Regions from separate parts of the Mus musculus genome. Here regions 1, 3 and 4 are each linked to region 2. A link is a contact called in public Hi-C, HiChIP or PLAC-seq and promoter capture Hi-C data. All regions are on one chromosome and are shown on one strand. Each heading gives the region's core, a stretch centred on a gene start, on an enhancer-like site or on the middle of the called end of the contact. The rest is flanking DNA. Distances are from core to core; before and after follow the strand shown. Region 1 has its middle 27 kb from the start of Kcnk5. Region 2 holds the start of Saysd1 (SAYSVFN motif domain containing 1). Region 3 overlaps Kcnk5 (potassium channel, subfamily K, member 5). Region 4 has its middle 18 kb from the start of Gng2.

Region 1 (3,137 bases), core at 636-3,135, 130 kb before region 2:
GTATAAAGGAGACACCATGACTATGTGAGGGCAGCTGAGGAGTGAGGTCGTGAGGATGCAGGAGTCCCCTGCACAGACAGAAGTGGGACAGGCCTTGCAGAGGCAGTAGTACCAGACTTTGGAAGACCCAGCTTGGAAGCAGCAGGCAGAAGAGGGGGAGTCCGAATAGGCAGAGCAAACCAACACAAAAAGGACACAGAGAGCTAAGGCCTTCCCCATCAGAGGCCAGCTCTGCTCAGGCTGCAGCGGAGTAGGAGACTGGTACTGGAGGTGTGGGTATGAATCCAGTTGCAGATATACAGAGACACGTCAAAATAGCTAGGGGTGTGTATGGAGTGTTTTGCAAAGATAACACACGTGCTTGTGCGCACACACACACACACACACACACACACACACACGATTCTCCTTATTGGCAGATTCTGTACTTAGGAATCTGTCTATACTGGCTAGAATTTCACCCCAAACTCGATTTTCCTACCTCTTTAGCAGCCACACCTGGAAATGTACAAGCTGTGAAAAACCAGAGTTGCTCAGAGCACAGGTTCTCCCTGCTGAGGTGAGGCAGGCCACAGTCTGCCTTATTTCAGCTCTCATGCACCAACAAAGGACCTTTTTAAAATCCAGTTCATGACGTGTGTGTGTGTGTGGGGGGGTCATTTTGAAGCTTAAAATAGACTTTGGGTGCCAGGCTGAGTAACTCTTTGGCCTTTCTGAGCACAGGGAGACTGTGAAATACCTGGCCAGAAAGCACTGAATTGGACTCAACTTTACTCAGGATCCAACCACAAGTTCAAGGTGCAAAAAGATGTTAAAAAGGCATCTTGGAGTAGAAACACATGATGAGGTTGTGTGTCCATCGGTTGAAGAAAATATTGTGGCCAGTGACTCACAAGAACCTGATCTGCTGTTTTTCTCAGGAACATGGTTTGGTATTTGCTAATTCAGGATGGTTCCATGGTTTAAGAGCATTGGCTACTCTTGCAAAGGATCCAGGTTTGAATCCCAGCATGAATGTAGTAGCCTCTACTGGCACCGCTTGCATGTAGTGCACATACATATCTGTAGGCAGGACATTCATAAACATAAATAAACTAGAAAAAAATTTTTATCAGGTATAGGTGCTTGCTTGTTTACAGACATTTAATGTCATCATGTGTTTCTATTTCAAGCACCAAGTGTAATGACCTGAATTCCACCCCCAGAACCCACAAGACGGAAGAAGAGAGCTGACTTGGACTCCTTTAAGTTGTCCTGTGACTTCCATACACCTGTTGTGGAACAAGCAAACACACTTGCAGAGAGAGAGAGAGAGAGGGAGAGGGAGAGGGAGAGGGAGAGGGAGAGGGAGAGGGAGAGGGAGAGGGAGAGGGAGAGGGAGAGGGAGAGGGAGAGGAAGAAGAAGAAGAAGAAGAAGAAGAAGAAGAAGAAGAAGAAGAAGAAGAAGAAGAAGAAGAAGAAGAAGAAGAAGAAGAAAAAGTTGTAAATGCTGGGTGTGGTGATGTACACCTGTCATCTCAGTATACTAGAGTCTGAGACAGGATGGGCATGAGTTCAAGGCCAGGCTGGACTATATAGTGAGACCCTGTCTCAAAAAAAATAAAAAGTGAATGAATGAGTAGATGGATGGATGGATGAATGAATGAAATGTACCCAAGTGCTTTGCAGAGTGTCTTGAAGTCTCAGCAATAGTGAAGCAGTGACTGCTCCAGCCTGGGCACTTGCACAGGGGTGACACTGTTGCCATGGCACCTGTGCTTATTTACGGTTCAACGCCCACGTTTTAACCCCTTCTTCCCCAGGGCAACCACTGCTGCAATCTGTGCTGCAGCCAGGGAGGGGCCACACCTGAGCAAACAGCAGACACAGGCTCAGCTGGAATGAAGGCCAGCCAGGAGGCTTTACGACCTGGGCCTTATCTTCTGTGGCAGTTACCAAAGCACTGCCCTGCTGTCTGTTTATACAGAGACTATCAAACAACAGGGCCTCGCGCCCTGCTTGCTCAGACCCTGGGAACTGTTCCTACAGGGCTTCTGACTGCACTAACTTGCTTCCTGCTTTCCTGGCTGAATGTTCCCATCGCCTGGTGGGCTTCGGTTTTCACTTTGGAAATGGGGATTAGAAATCGCAATCCTCAATTTACAGAGTCATGGCAAATGTGGGGTCGGCTGCAGTTCAATAGCCTAGGTGTTTGTTCTGGGCCGAAGATGAACAAGATCTGACAATGAGAAGTGAACAGGGAGTCACTCAGCCACAGCTTTGGAATTTTCAGTTAGATAAAGACTCAAGGAAAGGGAGGCATGTGGTGCTGTCCACTCACAAGGAACTTAGCGTCCGTAATTCATTTGTGTTGGTTTTGATTTGCTGAGATTGTAACAGACCCCCAGAGCTTCATTGTAACAGAGCCCTTAAGACCTTAGCCCAACTGACTCCATGATGGAAGTGCCATTCAGGCTGTAAAACTCAGCATGTTCTAGACAGCGCCACCTGTCAAAATGAAAACCAGACTTAATCCATCAAAGTCCACAGTTATGAGAAAGTCTTTAAATGTACCTGACCTTGCTTTTTGGCTTCCATAGTTCTGCTTCTGGCTAACTGTTTTTGTTAACTGAAGTATGTCATGCCAGGACATTTGTGTGTGTGTGTGTGTGTGTGTGTGTGTGTGTGTGTGTGTGTATGAACTAGAAAACTCACCCTGAGAAAGGCTTGGAACTACACTGGGATTTCGAACACCCATTGTAGTTGCCAGCCAGGTAATAAAGACTTTCTATTATTGGCTTAAACCCATGTCTAAGCATCTTTGGATATTTCCCACAACAGAGTCAGGAGCTCACATAGTCCAGGCTAGCCTTGAACTTGATATATAGCTAAGGGTGACATGGGACTCCTGACTCTCCTATCTCCACCTCTCAAGGGATAGGATGACATGTATGTGCCACCACAGCCAGCCCTCCCTTGTCTCTCTCTCTCTCTCTCTCTCTCTCTCTCTCTCTCTCTCAATGAATATCTATTAAGCCTCAACTGTGTACCAGATTCAGTGTTAATGTAACGGCTGGGTATTCTTTAGAGAGCAAAGCAAACAAGATGCTAAAACCAGGCAAGGTTGCCTGTCTGTGATCCTAGTTTGGGAAGACTGG
Region 2 (3,072 bases), core at 207-2,706:
TAGGAGAAATGGCTCAGCAGTTAAGAATGCTTCCCCAGCTACTGCCTGGAACTCCAGCTCCAGGGGACTCAACACCCTCTTCTGGTTTCCACAAGCAACTGCACTGACATACAGACCACACACACACACACACACACATTACACAAAAGAACAAACCAAAAAAAAAAAAAAAACCCAAAACCCAAAACAAAAAACCCAAAACAACAAAAAAATCTTTCCAATTAGAATGTAGAAAGCAAAGGTCTTTATTTCATTTGTGATCCCTGCCTCCTGCTCTCAATCCTTAATGTTTGGTGCCGAACTCAACACATAGCCCTAGACAAACATTTGTTAAATGAATATTTTCTAGCTTTTTGACTCGAACTCAGTAGTATCCAACAAGTATTTGAGACTCAATTCTGCAAGTGCTACTTAGCTAAATCCTTGGTACTTAGCTTGGAGCTTTAAAAATCTGTAAAACTGTAAGATCTAAAATTTTAATTTTTGGGTAAATACTAATTGCAAGAAAGGATAAGAACACCCAGAGTTCTAGAAATGTTCTTTACTGGATGGTAGTTACACACTATAGTTACGATTTATAGATTTTATATATTTTTAGTATGTTTTGGTCATATGCATTCTCCTCCTCTAACTCCTCCAACATTGACCCCTCTCGCACCTTGTCCTCTTTTTCACTTTTTAAGAAGTCCACAAATTCCCATTCATGGGTATGGAGCAATCCACCAGGATCTACCAGGGCTTACATGAAACTGACTCTCTACCCCGCCCGAAATCATCACCCATAAGTAGCTCCCCAGTTAGGAGTGGGGGCTTGCGAAGGTTGGGTCGTTTGGTTTTGTGCAGGCAAACACGCTGCTGGGAGTTCAAGAGTGGCCCTGTGATGGCCATAAGACAGTTTCAGTCTGGCTTCCTCCTATCCTTAGCTTTTAAAGTCTTTTGACAACCCCCCCCCCCAGGTTTGTGTATTTAAGTTTTTCCTCAGTAAGTTCGTTTGTTTTACATTTCTTGTCTAGTCAATGCATCTTTCTAGTGTAGCAAGCAAACTAAATGCTAAGAAAATGGAGGTGTGAACACCTTCAGCGAGACTGATAGACTGCAGTAAGAGTTAGAAGGTAGGACGCATCCTGCCTTTCTGACACGGGAAACTTCCCAGAGATCACAGGTCTCCTCCCGCGTCCCGAGACGCTTTTTCTGCGGTGCTGACCACTGGCTTCCCCGCATGCGTTCTTCCCTGAACCTGAGGTGAGGAGCAAACACGTCAGAACTGAGTTCTGCGGCCCGGGCAAGAGCCGGAACATCTGACGGTTCTCATACTTTAAACGCAACCTTTTAGCCGGAGGAGATGGGACACTCAGTTCACTCTCCTCTCGAGAACCGAGGACCGCTCCAGGTACAGGAGGGTCACCAGACGTCACAAAGCCTTGGAAAATTCCGACCCGGGCTCATGCAACGCGCAGGCGCAACAGAGGGCCACGTGCGCAGGCGCACGGCGGCCGAGGACAGGCCTGGACACACACCGGCGAGCGGGCGGCTGCGCACCATGGAACAGCGGTTAGCCGAGTTCCGGGAGGCCCGCAAACGGGCCAGTCTGGTAGCCCAGCCTTCCACGTCCAGTCAGAGCGTACAGACCTCGGGAGCGAAGGCGGAGCCAGCGGCGGCGACCCCAAAGACAGCCACGGGCTGGCTGACACGCTTCCTGAAACGGAAAGCCAACCCCGCCATCGCTCAGGCTCAGCCCAACCAGCCTCAGGTGAGGAGAGAGGCCTGCACCTTGAAGCTCCGCCTCCGCGCGGGGGCCACGCCCCTGCCTGCCCAAGCCACACCCAGGATATCTGGCTCTTCCTTGTCCTGTGCGCTCTCTCCTCGCCTGCCTCGTGGCTGGACACCGCATTTCCGCTCTGTGTATCAGCACATGATACGTGGCCTTGACGTTTTCCATCCCAGACAATCCTATGCAGCAACTAGTTGAAAACAAAGCGAAGCTCTAGGGAGCTTGAAGAAACATCTCTGCTCTCCAGTTGTTCACTGCGAGTTAATGACAGAGATTCGTGGCTTTGAGAAACTGATAAGTTATTTCTCCACTGGTGAAGTAAGCCAATTCAAGCCAGATTAGTATATATATAGGTTTATCGGGAAGCTGCTTTTGTGCCGATGAGTTCACTGGCCCTAGGAAGGAGGCCAGGGAAGTCGCCATGAGAAGGGAGACAGAGGGGAGGGAGAAGAGAAAGAGAGAAGGAAAAGGAAGAAGAGGAAGAGAGAAAACCAACCAAACAAAAAAAAGTCTGGGTTATATAGTAAAGAGCCTGTGGGCTGGAAAGTTCAGGGTTGGGGGTAGGGTATGCTAGGTAGGGACTGAGAGATGCTTGGAGAACCTGGAGGCCAGGTCTGCTTGGTGTGTAAAATATACACCTCAGCACCTTGTCCTGGGGTCTGAAACCACTGAGCTGCATCCACTGCTAGTGAGGGGGTAAAGGCCTTACTGGTTATGGCTCAGAGGTGGCAGTAATTAAGGCTGCACTTTATTCACACCTTGGGTAGAGGAAGCCAGTGTCTCGGGTAGCTTGTACTTTAGAAATGGGATTTGGACCAGGAAACAAAAAGAGGTTTGAGACTATGGCCATACTGTTCTGAATGCAGCTTGATTTCTGAAGCTAAGCAAGGTCTGGCCTGTGCAAAACGGGGTTTGACTATGGAAGTGTGGCCACTGTAACTGCCTAGAGTGATGTGCATGGGCTTATAGGCCCCTCTTGGACTAGAGAAGGGTATTCAAGTTCAACTGTGAGTGATCTAGGTAGAAATAATTTGGACAAGTATGATAGCCCATTCGAATCTCATTGTGGCTTCATATAGTTCCACACAGGAGTATCCTGGCAAAGGTACTTGCCTGTGAGGTTGGAATCCCTGGGTGGAAATATGAAACACTCCAAGGAGGAAATTTGTGTCCTGGTTTGGTTTTTGTTATTTTGATAAACACCATAACCAAAGCCATGTGGGGAGGAAGGGGCTTATTTTAGCTTACAGGCCATGGACTTGCCTACTGGCACTCTCATTTCTCAATTGAGATTCCCTCTT
Region 3 (3,211 bases), core at 535-3,034, 80 kb before region 2:
TGCAGCCGACGGTACTCCGCCCCACCCTCATCTGTTCAGCACTCTCTTGGCTAGGACATTTTGTCTACCAGGCAGGTCCATAGGTTGCTGGTGAAGGTGTGTCAACGGCTGCCTAGGATTTTGCCTGTATTGCCCTCCCACCCCCAGCAGAGGAGGTGCAACTTTAGTGTCATGGAGGACACTTTGGGGTCCAAACCTAGAAGGTTCTTGTTGCACTGGAGATGAGCAGAGGTGTGTTGTGACATTCTTGTGAAGCTCCAAGTCATCGGGTCCCCCTGCTTGGTCTGTTGGGTGTCATTATGTATCTTTGTATTTGTTTGTGTTGAAGGCACCTGTGTTTATCGATCATCAAATTGGTATGCTTTAGCCTGTGGCGTGGCATACCCTGTCCAGACAGTATGGAAGCCCTGAAGCCTGAATTACCCGGGGCACGGTGGTTTCCACTGAGTGAATTTTTAAAAGCAGGTTTGAGGTTCAAGCCACACTTCAGGTTTACAAAAACAAGCCAGGGAATGGCTGTAAGTTTAGCACTGAGTCACGGAAACTCAATTTAAAAACAGAAGCTAGGCAGGGCCAAGCTGTGGGGACTGGGTTATTGATGGCTTTTTCTCTTTCTGCCTGCACATTTTCTGTAATGCAGTTGTATTGTGTTTATAACAAAGAACTTGATTTTTTTTTATGGCACGGAATGCACATTCACCCGTTACACACTGGCCGTTTTAAAGTATGGGGGAACACAAGGCTGGTTTTAACAGAACATCCTCTAAAGCCCCTTCAGTAGTCAGTGAACGGTGGGAGAGAGGTCTTCAGTTAAATAAAGTGTAACCTCTGGGAAGTGAGTGCTCAGAGTGACAAGAACTTTCTAAAGCCGAGTCGCCTCTGAGGACTAATGCCATTCATTAGCAGTAGAGACTCAGGGCCTGGAGCACTCAGGGTTGGAAGTTTGAGACCAGGCTGGGGAGGTGGCTCCATTGTCTTAATTGAGTTCAGATTTCCACACCCATGAGAAAAGCCAGCCACAGCAGTGTGCAGTGTGTGTCTACAGTTTCAAGGCTGAGGAAGCAGGCTGCAGAGTTCCTGGGGCTTGTCGGCCGGCCCTGCTAGCCCACAGTGAGCGCTAGGTTTATTGAGAGACCCTATCTGAAAAATAAAGGGAAAGTGATTGAGCAAGACACATGTGTGTGCACGAGTACACACACACACACATGCACGCACGCACGCACACAAAAACAAGCACACGAAGTTTAAGACTGATCACCTGACCTAGCAGGCTAAAGAAGGCACACAGCTCCATTGTACATCGAGCTGGCTCTTACCTGGGTTGCTTGGTGTCTTGCTCAGGTGAGAGGACTCTCCTGGAGGTCTGTAAACAAGTGGGGTCCTGACCTCTCTATGCCTCCAGCCCTGCCGAATTCCTTGGGGGCCCAAGAAATCTCACCGTGTGTTTGAGATTACCAGGAAACAGGATCTCAGGCGAGAGATGAAGAAGGCTGTTGTAGCCTGAGGCTTTGGTCAGCCTGACAGTCCAGGGAAGGCACATACATCCTAGGGGGAGATGCAGGTAGGGTATGTTTGATATAGATTCTACAAGTGGGATATGCTGAGATGTGCGTTTACTTCTTAATATGATATCTCTCATTGAAGCTGTTTAAACGAATAAATGAAAGTTCAGATCGCATTGCTCAGTCCTTGGCTGGATTTCAAGTACTCAGTAGCCACATGAGACTGAACCGATGAGCCTATCTCGTAGTGCAAAGTTCTGCTCGCTGGTCTGTTTTCTGTTGCTGGTAATGCAATACCACAGATGACTTTGTACTTTGTGAAGAGGTTTATTCTGGCTCAGTTCTGGCCCATGGTCAAGGGGCTGTGTCTGATGATGGGCTTCTTGTTGGCAGCATCCTGAGGTGGTGCATCATAGCCCATGCAGAAAAACAAGTATCTATGATGGTGTGGAGGGGCCCCACCCTGATGACTTTATCCAATCCTTATCCCCTCCCTTAGGCACAGCTCAGAAAGCCATAGTTGGATTAAATTTCCACCCTCTTAGCATCTCACCATGGGGATTAAATCTCAGCTTGTGAACCTTTGTGGGGGAGGGCACTTACATCATATCTAAGCCACAGGCGTACAGCACAAGGGTGCTGGTAATACCGCATATTTGAGTGTGCCTAGCCACCTTGTATTCCTGATCTAGGGAGGGCTGATAGCATATCCAAGACATCTTAGAAGATCCTAAAATGGGGAGAGGGGAGGTGAGATGGGCTTGTGCTTTAAGTGGGTGGAATCTATGGCTAAGTGATTGCCTCAGTCCTAGCTTATTCCTGTCTGGTTTGCTTTGTTTTATTTTTGAGACATATTCTTGCCATGTAGCCCAGGCTAGCTTTGGACTGGTGATCCTCCTGCTTCGTTCGGCCTCTGAGTGTTAGGATAGCAGGCGTGTGTCACCGCGCCTCGATGCCTCTCTGTCTTTGTGCCTTTGTTTCCCTGCTTCCAGCCTTTTGCTTTCCCTTGAAGGGGCCAGTATGGCTTGTTCTCTTGTTCTGTGACCTCTCTCTCTCTCTCTCTCTCTCTTTTTTTTTTTTTTTTTTTTTTTTGAGACAGGGTTTCTCTGGCCTCTGCCTCTGCCTCTGCCTCTGCCTCCCAAGTGCTGGGATTAAAGGCGTGTGCCACCACCGCCTGACTTGTTCTGGGACCTCTTGTGGTATCTTTTTGCCTAACTTCCATCTGCCAGCCTAGGCTCTACCTTTGCCTGGTAGCAGATCCTCCTGGGCAGGCAGTGGCTTGTCCTGCCTGTGTTGTGCCCCTTTCTGGGCACATGGCTGTGGCTCAGCAAAGTCGCAAATGAATCAATTGACTGTGTTCCAAGCTGCATGGGACAGGGAACAGCCGTGGCTCTGGTCCCACCTTTGGGTTACATGTGTTAAGTGATCACCCTGCATATGGGTGGGGTGCTGGTCCCTGGCTAGGCAGGCATCTGTAGCAGCCAGACACAGTTGCCCCTTTGTCCCTCCATAGAGAGGAATGGCTCAGAGTCCCCTGGGGAGAATGGACGTGTAAAGAAAGGCCTCCTGTTCTCCCATCTCTCCCTGTTTTTCCCTGGATTGACCAGAAGCCCCATGTTAGAATGGGGAGGGCCAAGGGCCCTGAAGAGGGCAGGATGAGTCATGAAGCCTGATGCTGGGTTGTAGTTCTATTATTGTTGATATTTTAT
Region 4 (3,460 bases), core at 262-2,761, 88 kb after region 2:
TATACACTGGTTAAATCTCACACAACTTTTTTAAAAAAGATTGATTTATTTTATGTATATGAGTACATTGTAGCTCATGTGGTTGCTGGGAATTGACTTTTAGGACCTCTGCTCGCTCCAGTCACCCCACTCACTCTGGTCAACTCTGCTCGCTCCAGCCAAAGATTTATTTATTACTATAAATAAGTACAATGTAGCTGACTTCAGATGCACCAGAAGAGGGACAGATCTCATTACTGATGGTTGTGAGCCACCATGTGCTTGCTGGGATTTGAACTCAGGACCTTCAGAAGAGCAGTCAGTGCTCTTACCCACCGAGCCATCTCACCAGCCCCCTCACATAACTTTTAAAGAGTGAATTTTGTTTTGCGGAAATCATCCTCAAAACAAATGGTAAAAGACCAAGATGTAGTACAGAGATATTTGTTTAAAATATAATAATGCCATGACATCTGGTTTTTTTAATTAAAAAAAAAAGTTTTTGATTCTTTGTGTCACATCATATACCCAAAGCCCACTCATCTCCCCATTTCCTAGTATCTGCCCTTTGTTTGTCCTTGCAATCTCCTGCCACCCCAATAAACACAACACACACAAGCATGTAAACATCTCATGGTGGAAGCTGTAGTGTGTCACAGTGTGTCCCACAGTACAGCCCTTGGTCCACACGTCTTCACTTTCAAACGTTCATTGCAATGCGTCATTGGTTTAGTCCAAGGTCTCTGGCTTTTGTGACACAATCAATATTGGATTTCTGGGATTCCTCCCATCCTGCAGTTTTGAATTGGCAGGACTGACTGGCCCTTTCACGAGGCTCAATAGTTCACAGATTATATAGATTTTAGGGTGAGCCAACTCAAAGCCTAGATAACAGCTGAGCTGGTCAGCTCACCATCTCTCCTTTATCTGAACCATCAGGTGTGGAGAGCTTTGGGTTCCTGCTTGGCAGGAATCTGACATTGGCCGAAGACGAGGAAATGGGCTTCAGGCAGGAATCTGACATTGGCCATGACAAGGAAGTAAGCTCAGGCAGGAATGTAATTTTAGGCTAGAACAGGGAAGTAGGTTTCAGGCACGATGAATATGACTTTGGGCTAGGACAGGGAAGTAGGCTCAGTTATCATTCTGACTAAGCACTCAGTAACAGTGATCATGGAACTCTGTTTATTGCCTTGCTTGTTCCATGACTATTTGTGTTTATTGCCTTGCTTGTTTCTTAACCTAGGACTCACCTTATTACTTGTATGTAATTAAAACGGTATAAAAGCAGTTTGGGAAAAAATAAACCCGCCTCAGCCGCAGAACTGGCTGGGGTCATGTTGTCTAATTGTCTTTCTTCTTTTTAATCCTCACTCCTGTGCTGGAGAAGCTGTTGACTGACTGAGCGGGCTTGGTCAATCAGGACGAGCTCTCTAGCACTACTCCAGTTGGTCCTCTTAATTGGCAGAAGGAAGTGTCAGCTCTTCTGCTCTCATACCCTGGGGTCTGGTTCACCTGCAGTCACCACTGCCAGCTCCACTGAGCTGCCTAATCAAGGTGCAGCGCCCGCTCTCCCAAGTGCTACAGCCTGTGAGGGGCTGGGCCTACTCTCCTTTTCTCACACCCCCAGGGCTGGCTGAGCCCAGGAGAGGTGCAGGGTCCTTTCTCCTTAGTGCTACAGCTGGTGAGAGGCAGGGCCAGCAATTCCTACGGACTACTGCCGGTGGCAAGTGGGAGGGGCAAGGGAGAGCATCACCCTTGAGCCCTCTCTACCTCATGGCAGATGAACCAGCTCTCCCTGGCTCTGACCCTTGGAGCTGGCTCCCTGCATCCCCTCCACCAGAGTGGCATCCCTTACTTCTTTACTTATTTATATTTCTTTATTTATATTTATATTTATTTTGTTTTTCAAGAGAGGGTTTCTCTGTGTAATAGCCCTGGCTGTCCTGGAACTCACTTTGTAGATCAGGTTGGCCACAAACTCACAAAGACCTGACACCTCTGCCTACTGAGTGCTGGGATTAAAGGTTTGCGCCACCACCCCTGGCTACGCTGGCATTCTTATTGCTCATTCCATAATGCAAACGTAGAGTCAGCATGTGTACAGATCCATGTCTAACTTCACACTTGGGTTGCTTTCTTCCGTTCTAGGAGCAGTGCTCTAGCAGACCTGGAACGTTAGTCAGGGGCTGGGTACTCTGGCAGACTCGCTCTTTGCTTAAGTAGTTGCTGTGCAACCATTAGAAACATTAGAATATTGTTTTGGCAAAGGTGAGTTCCTCTTGTCTTTTGAAATCAGAATTCTACCCAGGCAGCTTCAGCAAGAGCTGTGTGTTTCCACAAGAGATGGCAACCTGAAAGCCTTTGCTTCAGTTTAGGCACACACTACAGTTTGTTTTCTGCTTTACTCAAAAACAATTTTCATCCTTGACTTCTAATTCTTCTATTGCTGTGAAGAGGCAACTTATGAAAAAAAGCATTTAAATTGGGAGCTTGCTTACAGTTTCAGAGGGTGAGTCCACAGCCATCATGGTGGGGACCGTGGTGGCAGGCAGGCAGGCATGGCACTGGAGCTGTAGGTAAGAGCTTCCCTATGATCAATAAGCAGGAAGCATGGTGGCGAGAGGGGAGGAAGAGAGGGGTGGAGCTAACGGGAAATAGCATTGGCTTTTGAAACCTCAAAGACCACCTGCAGTGACACCCTTCCCCCAACCTGCCCACCTCCTAATTCGTACCAAACAGTAAATTTTATATAAAAAAGTAAGTTCCAACAACGGGGGACCAAATATATTATGAATGGCTAAGGGGCTCATTCTCATTCAAACTACTATGATCCTTTTTGTGAAGAAACCTTGTTTCTATCTGTGCTCCATGTATCTTTCTGGTGTCTCCCAGGACCTCTATGGATGCTTCTCTACAGAATCCAAATTCAACAGAAACTCAGAAGCAGGATCTTCAGCCTTTTTGGCTGGCATCCTCTTAGTTGGGTACAGGCTGAACTCTGATCTTTGGGTGCAGCCTAAGTTTTTCAGCTCCGAGATTTCTGAGGGTGCTCTCTTCCCTGTAGATGCCCCTCCCACTGGGCCCCACCCTCCTGAAACCCTCTACACTTTAAGTTTAGCTTCTTCATTTTGCTACCTGTGCCGTCCCTCATCTCACGATCTTAGACATTTAGAGGTGACAGTGGGTAAAGAGAAATGAAAGCTACCTTGATTGGTCTGTCCTACAAACAACCAGAACAGTGCCCCAAGCTTTCCAAGGACTGTAAATGACATCTCTCACATCACATGCCACAAGACAGCTTTGCTTCATTCTTCAATACTCTTTAGTTATGTTATATAGAAAAAATATCTCCTTCTCTTCTACCCAACAGCATTCTAAGCCTTAAAGCCAGCTATACTAGCTAACCACACGTATTAAGTCCCATGACATCATCTCTTATCTCGAACCACAGAAACCAGGGTTCAGTATGAACATCTGC

Evidence for each region. Promoter capture Hi-C pulls out the DNA fragments that hold promoters and counts their contacts. Hi-C and Micro-C count contacts between places; a contact is called where the count stands out from the background. HiChIP or PLAC-seq counts read pairs in DNA pulled down with a chosen protein or histone mark.
Region 1: a contact with region 2 is called in an H3K27ac HiChIP or PLAC-seq map of extraembryonic endoderm stem cells. The contact joins the enhancer-like site here to the promoter of Saysd1 in region 2. A contact is called at or near these places in 2 of 39 promoter capture datasets (cranial neural crest and embryonic stem cells), 1 of 484 Hi-C or Micro-C datasets (embryonic stem cells), 7 of 115 datasets of contacts at active chromatin or transcription factors (cardiomyocytes, embryonic stem cells, extraembryonic endoderm stem cells and 1 more) and 3 of 9 other capture datasets (adipose tissue, liver and pancreatic islet).
Region 3: a Hi-C map of liver shows a contact between it and region 2, with 2.8 times the contacts expected there. The contact joins the enhancer-like site here to the promoter of Saysd1 in region 2. A contact is called at or near these places in 7 of 39 promoter capture datasets (the 3T3-L1 cell line, cranial neural crest, embryonic stem cells and 4 more), 3 of 484 Hi-C or Micro-C datasets (B cells, embryonic stem cells and liver), 5 of 115 datasets of contacts at active chromatin or transcription factors (bone marrow-derived macrophages, effector CD8 T cells, embryonic stem cells and 1 more) and 1 of 9 other capture datasets (pancreatic islet).
Region 4: a promoter capture Hi-C map of embryonic stem cells shows a contact between it and region 2. The contact joins the enhancer-like site here to the promoter of Saysd1 in region 2. A contact is called at or near these places in 9 of 39 promoter capture datasets (the 3T3-L1 cell line, the C10 cell line, cranial neural crest and 5 more), 12 of 484 Hi-C or Micro-C datasets (the AtT-20 cell line, CD4 T cells, CD8 T cells and 8 more), 5 of 115 datasets of contacts at active chromatin or transcription factors (effector CD8 T cells, embryonic stem cells, fibro-adipogenic progenitors and 1 more) and 3 of 9 other capture datasets (adipose tissue, liver and pancreatic islet).

The regions. Positions count from the first base shown.
Region 1 is chr14:20,207,334-20,210,470 of GRCm38.p6, reverse strand. No RefSeq gene overlaps it. Among named protein-coding and RNA genes, the nearest start is that of Kcnk5, 27 kb to the right of the region's middle. Within about 2 kb of position 1,885, at least 50 of the 459 cell types and tissues checked have an H3K27ac peak or open chromatin away from gene starts, as enhancers often do. A contact at or near this core is called in extraembryonic endoderm stem cells, where this site is marked.
Region 2 is chr14:20,081,556-20,084,627 of GRCm38.p6, reverse strand. Saysd1 (SAYSVFN motif domain containing 1) reads left to right here and starts at 1,456. Exons shown (of 2, transcript NM_026209.1): 1 at 1,456-1,750. The coding sequence starts at 1,541.
Region 3 is chr14:20,161,469-20,164,679 of GRCm38.p6, reverse strand. All of the region lies in intron 1 of Kcnk5 (potassium channel, subfamily K, member 5), which reads left to right. Among named protein-coding and RNA genes, the nearest start is that of Kcnk5, 19 kb to the left of the region's middle. Within about 2 kb of position 1,784, at least 48 of the 459 cell types and tissues checked have an H3K27ac peak or open chromatin away from gene starts, as enhancers often do. A contact at or near this core is called in liver, where this site is marked.
Region 4 is chr14:19,993,407-19,996,866 of GRCm38.p6, reverse strand. No RefSeq gene overlaps it. Among named protein-coding and RNA genes, the nearest start is that of Gng2, 18 kb to the right of the region's middle. Within about 2 kb of position 1,511, at least 27 of the 459 cell types and tissues checked have an H3K27ac peak or open chromatin away from gene starts, as enhancers often do. A contact at or near this core is called in CD8 T cells, embryonic stem cells and trophoblast stem cells, where this site is marked.